Regions from separate parts of the Muntiacus reevesi genome. Here region 1 is linked to region 2. The links are chromatin contacts, called in public Hi-C maps. All regions are on one chromosome and are shown on one strand. Each heading gives the region's core, a stretch centred on a gene start, on an enhancer-like site or on the middle of the called end of the contact. The rest is flanking DNA. Distances are from core to core; before and after follow the strand shown. Region 1 holds the start of JUN (Jun proto-oncogene, AP-1 transcription factor subunit). Region 2 holds the start of FGGY (FGGY carbohydrate kinase domain containing).

What was found. A called contact is a pair of places that touch in the nucleus more often than the background predicts.
Region 1: a Hi-C map of muscle shows a contact between it and region 2, with 7 times the contacts expected there. The contact joins the promoter of JUN here to the promoter of FGGY in region 2. A contact is called at or near these places in 2 of 3 Hi-C or Micro-C datasets (blood and muscle).

What each region holds. Positions count from the first base shown.
Region 1 is chr1:146,389,695-146,392,580 of mMunRee1.1, reverse strand. JUN (Jun proto-oncogene, AP-1 transcription factor subunit) reads right to left here and starts at 1,394. Exons shown (of 1, transcript XM_065912073.1): 1 at 1-1,394. The coding sequence starts at 1,269. The coding sequence ends at 262.
Region 2 is chr1:145,859,161-145,862,042 of mMunRee1.1, reverse strand. It overlaps FGGY (FGGY carbohydrate kinase domain containing), which reads left to right and starts at 1,364. Exons shown (of 16, transcript XM_065912007.1): 1 at 1,364-1,470. LOC136164032 (a long non-coding RNA gene) reads right to left here and starts at 1,209. Exons shown (of 3, transcript XR_010662317.1): 1 at 1,103-1,209; 2 at 321-381.

The sequences.
Region 1 (2,886 bases), core at 145-2,644, 530 kb before region 2:
CTCCGCAAAGCGGGGCAGCCCGCGAGCGGCCGCTCCCTGGCTCCTTGCCAAGGGAGGGCGCGCCAAGTCCTTCCCACTCGTGCACACTGGGGGCGCCGTCAGGACGCAACCCAGTCCAACTTGGATACCCTTGGCTTTAGTCCTCGGACACTTTTTTTTTTTTCTCTGTTTCTCTCTTGCAACTTGTCAAGTTCTCAAATCTGTCTCTCTGTGTTATTTATATTTTTTCTCCGTTGCCCCTCAGCCCCCGACAGTCTCGCCTCAAAACGTTTGCAACTGCTGCGTTAGCATGAGTTGGCACCCGCTGTTAACGTGGTTCATGACTTTCTGTTTAAGCTGGGCCACCTGTTCCCTGAGCATATTGGCCGTGGACGCCAGCTCCGAGTTCTGCGCTTTCAAGGTTTTCACTTTTTCCTCCAGCCGCGCGATCCTCTCCAGCTTCCTTTTCCGGCACTTGGAGGCAGCGATGCGGTTCCTCATGCGCTTCCTCTCCGCCTTGATCCGCTCCTGGGACTCCATGTCGATGGGGGACAGGGGCGGCGTTTCCCCGGGCATCTCGGGCACCGTCTGCGGCTCCTCCTTCAGGGCCTGCAGCCGCGGGTGCTGCACCGGGATCTGCTGGGGCAGGTGGTGTGGCGGCTGCGGCGGTTGCTGCTGCTGCTGCTGGGGCTGCGCGGGAAAGGCCAGGCCGGCCGCGCCGTAGGAGGGCGCCCCGCCGCCGCTGCTCAGCGCGCCGGGGTTGAAGTTGCTGAGGTTGGCGTAGACCGGCGGCTCGCTGTGCAGGCTGGCGCTGAAGCCGCCGCTGCCGCTGCCACCCGCCACCGAGGCCACCGCCGGGGCCACGAGGCCCGCCCCGCTGACCGGCTGCGCCGCCGACGTGACGCTGGGCAGCGTGTTCTGGCTGTGCAGTTCGGCCAGGGCGCGCACGAAGCCCTCGGCGAATCCCTCCTGCTCGTCCGTCACGTTCTTGGGGCACAGGAACTGGGTGGGGGTCGGCGTGGTGGTGATATGCCCGTTGCTGGACTGTATGATCAGGCGCTCCAGCTCGGGCGAGGCCAGCTTGAGAAGCCCCACGTCGGGCGAGGTGAGGAGGTCGGAGTTCTTGGCCCGGAGGTGCGGCTTCAGGCTGCCCACCGGGTCGGCCAGATTCAGGGTCATGCTCTGCTTCAGAATCTTGGGGTTACTGTAGCCGTAGGCGCCGCTCTCAGACTGGAGGAACGAGGCGTTGAGGGCATCGTCGTAGAAGGTCGTTTCCATCTTTGCAGTCATAGAACAGTCCGTCACTTCGCGTGGGCTTAGTTCAGGCTGCGCGCAGAAGTTTCGGGGCCGCAACAGCGCGCTGGCAAGCGGGGGACACCCGCGCCTCTTCGGGCGGTAAGCAAGGAAAGTTTCTGGAAGAGCGCGCGCCCCCGCCGGCTGGCAGCCCCCCCGGCGCCCTCCTCACCAGCTCGGTCCGGGGGATCGCAGGGTTAAGACGCCACCCGCGCTCTTAATTGTCCGCTCGCGCGCGCCGCCCGGCTTTGAAAAGTCGCGGTCACTCACGGAGCTCTCTCGAGCGCAGCGGTTCCTCAGAGCCCGCGGACGAACTCGCTTTCCGGTGGTAGCAGGGAGCGCGGATCCCGCGGTGGCCGGCCGGCGGCGGGTGTCCACCGCTCCGACTCGGAAGACTGTCCCCTCCTCCGCTGCGAGGGGGAGGGGGCGCCCGGCAGCCGCGGCTAGCGCTCGCCCAAGTTCAGCAACCGGTGTGAGCGAAGCGGAGCGCACGTTCTCCTCTCTCCGCCGCCTCCTTTTCTTCACCGCCGCCGCGGCAGCTTCGGGCGGAGGCAAGGTTTGCAAAAGTTCGTTCCGGGACCCGGCGGCCACTTGTCCCCTGTCTTCCTGGCCGGGAAAGTTCTTGCCGCTGCAGCCGCTCTCCGGACTTCCCCGGGCGGACAGTGGCCGCTCTCCGCGCTGTCAGCAGCGCCCGCGCAGCGGGGCTCTCCGCCTGGGGGCGGCTGGAGTAGGGGCTCTCCCGGCGCTCCTCAAACACCAGGCCGGGAGCCACAAGCGCTAGCTCCGGGCAGTTGGAGAGAAATTGGAAAATAGGATTTGCAGTCCTTCCCGACTGACTATGCCTGTCTGCCTGCCTGCGTCCGCGCACCTCCACTCCCGCCTCACAGCTTCAGCCACACTCAGTGCAACTCTGAGCCCTTATCCAGCCGGAGCTCAACACTTATCTGCTACCAGTCAACCCCTAAAAATAGCCCATGATGTCACCCCAAGGCCTTCCCATTGGCTCGCGTCGCCCTCAGGGGGGCGGGCCCACCCGTCGCCATGGAGACCCCACCCTAGAAGATTCTTCTCTGGGCCCGCGGAGGCTCACGGGATGAGGTAATGCTCCGTTGCCCTCCTACAGTTGGGCCCTTCTTTCTCCTCCTTCCCCCCAACCCCCCTCCGAGCGACTAGCGCCCCTCTCTTCCCCCTCCCTCCCCGGCGCGTCTTTCCCGGCCCGCCCGGTGCATTGTGGGCTGACGTCTTGGGGTTTGACTGTCTAGTGACGGTGGCTGCCGCGAGCCGGGCGGACTCGGACGCTCGCTCCCAGCCTCTGAGGAAAGTGGGCTGAAGTTTAGGGCTCGGACGGGAATGCCAGGGATGCTAGGACCCAGGAGGCCGGGTGAACCGAGCCAGCTGTCTGGAGCCGAGGGCGCGGGGCGGGTGGTATTTCCCCACTTGGGGGCTCGATGTCACCCGCCAGCACTTCGCCGCCGCGCGGGGCGGGCCGGGCCGGTTGAGCTCCCGGGCCCCTGGCCCCCCCGCACTTCCGGGGGGCGGGAGCACCGCCCTTAAGGTGGCTCTGTTAAGTCCCCTGTGGGGGCGAGTGAAAGTGGCTTTTAAATCTGGGGACAG
Region 2 (2,882 bases), core at 115-2,614:
AGTTACTCAGTTTTACTGGGTCTTTCCCATGTACACATGTGATTAAACTTTTATTTGGTTTTCTCCCATAGATCTGTAAATTTAATTCTTAGATTAGCCAGAAGAACCAAGGAGGGTAGAAAAGAACTTCCTCCTGACAACCCCAACCCAGGAGCCCTAGGAACTAATCACGCGGCCTCAGCCTCACTGAGCCAGTATCCTCCCCTGTAAGACCAAGAGAAGAACATGTATTTGGGGTAGTTATGAGGAGAGCGGAGTGACTATCACACACACGGCACACACTCCAGTTCAGGGAAAGCACAGTGATTACCTAGGCTTACCTCTCAGAGCCGGCGTGTCCTTGGACAACCACTTCCTTTTACTGTGCCTCAGTCTCCTTTTCTAGGAAAATAAAGAATTTAGGCTTGATAAATTTCCTTCCAAATGCCAGTCCCATCAGCCTGGGAGCCTGACTTTTCAAAATACGTGGCTCAGGTTTAAGCTAAGTTTGTGGAATCTTCCCTCTTGTTACTTACTGGGTGTTTCAAAACAAGCTGAAAAACGTTTCGGATTCCCTGCATCTGTAAACTAGGGACAAATAGGACCGAGCTAACTGGAAATGTAAGGATAGTGAAGATTAAATGAGATATGTGTATCCAGGACCCACCGGACTGTAATTTCCTTAGAGGCTGGGACCCATTTGTAGATTTACAAACTGTGACACTTCTTCTGATGGTTGCTCACAAAATTAGATAAGTAAATTTAAATAAAGTATCAGGAATAGGATATGGCACAAACTAAAAACATTTGATAAATAGTAATTGAAGGGCTTCCCTCTTAGCTCAGTCGGTAAAGACTCTGCCTGTAATGCAGGAGACCCAGGTGCGATTCCTGGATCAGGAAGATGCCCTGGAGAAGGAAATGGCAACCCACTCCACTATTCTTGCCTTGGAAAATCCCATGGACAGAGGAGTCTGGCAGGCCACAGTCCATGGGGTCGCAAGAGTCGAACACGACTTAGCGACTAAACCACCACCACTTTATTTTAGCAACTGTCTGCATGAGTCCTGGTGCACTGTTTAAACGCAAAGTTACAGGATACACGCTGGACACACATACCCACCAGCGGCTACGGAGAGTTTGCGTGGAAAAATTCTGCTAGAAGAGCCTGCAGAGCAGAAAACTCGCGGCCTGAGAGGACACCGCCCACTTCAGGCCTTAAAAGTCCCTGAGAGGGTGGAAGAACCTGTTAGAGACCGAGGTTTGCACCTCTCGCCGGGGCCGCTTGACCGCAGGAGCAGGCGGGGGCCAATCCCCGGCCCGGTTCAAAGGGCCAATCGCGGCACGCTTTACAAGGGCCCCGAGGGGGCGGGGCCGCGCGCGGGGCGGGGCCTCAGCTGCTCGGGTGGACCGCCCAGTCCAGGCTCGGTGGTGCTCCGCTTGGCAACCTGCAGAGCCCTGATAGCTAAAATGTAATTTCAGATTGGACAAGTAAGTGACCCTCCTCTCAGTCCCACGTGTATACCAGGGGCTTTAACAGAAGCGCAGGCTTGCAGCGCCAACGTTCTCCAACCAGAGAGCGTATCTGGCCCAAGCCTCCCTCCCCTTTCCCGCAGTCGCCGCTCCACTTCCTCCTCTGACCGCCTGAGCCTTAACGCCAGCGCCAGCCGGGCCCTTGGCCTCCGAGATCTTGTTGAGTCCCTTGTGTTCACTCCTGGGTGAGGCGTCCGGCCACTCAAGAGACGGGTGGGCCTTTACTGTATTCCCCCATGCTGCCTGAGATGTCTGGTCCTCTGCAGTCACTATCCAGTTAATTATGTTAATTTGCTCTCTCTACCCCCATCCACCCAGGGCCCTCTACCACCTTATTTCAGGATATTTCCTGGTAAAGAGTCCGCCTGCAGTGCGGGAGACCGAGGTTTGATCCCTGGGTTGGAAAGATCCCCTGGAGAAGGGAAAGGCTACCCACTCCAGTATTCTGGCCTGCAGAATTCCATGGACTGTATAGTGCATGGGGTCGCAAAGAGTCGGACACGACTGAGCGACTTTCACTTAGGCATTTTTGAGCCTTTTAATTTCAATCTGGCTACTGTAAGGCATTTTAAAACCTGTGTTGCTTGAAGCTTTCAACGCTTTCAGCAACTTATGATAATATTTGAGGTGCAGTTTAGATTAGATGGTATAATGCTCTTTGGCTACAGTTATCCTGGGTAGAAACGGCCTGGGAGTATCTTTCCATTTTTATTAATGACCTTTCTTTTTAAGAACAAGATGCAAAATGGTGAATTTCCCTAATCCTTGACTATGTTCCACTAAAGCACTTTTCATGTCTTAACATTTGTCTCTAAAGAGTCTCTGATTTCCCCTCTAAAGAGTCATTTCCAAAATATTGAAAAGCAGTCATCATTAGATTAATTTTTAAAATACGGTGTTAGGGGGAGGAAGTGATGATGCTTTTGAATCTCAGAGCAGTGAGATAGAAGGCAGGCTGCCTTTTATATTGTGGCTGGTGTATAGAGGGTAGAGTTCTGTTCTATTTTGCTTGCTTTTCCCCTCTTCCTTATAATCCACCAAATGTGCATCCTGAAGTTGTACTTCTTAAGCTGCCAGCTGGGTCTTACAGCCTTCTGGCTGCCTCCTGGTCTTCTGGGAGTCTCCTGTTAATGAGGTACTGTCTTTGGTTTTTGACCTGGTGGCCACTGGCCTGACTCTTAGAGGTATCAGGTAAGGAGGACTTCCTGGTGGCAGGCTCAGAAAACACTTTATTAAGGATGATTGAAGGAACCCAGAGGGTAAGAAGGCCTGGAGATTGATTTTGAGGGGAAGGGAGCCTCACTGCTGGATTTGGAAGTCAAAACATGTGTATTGGGAGAAGGAACTAACCCAGAGGGTAGAGATCTGTG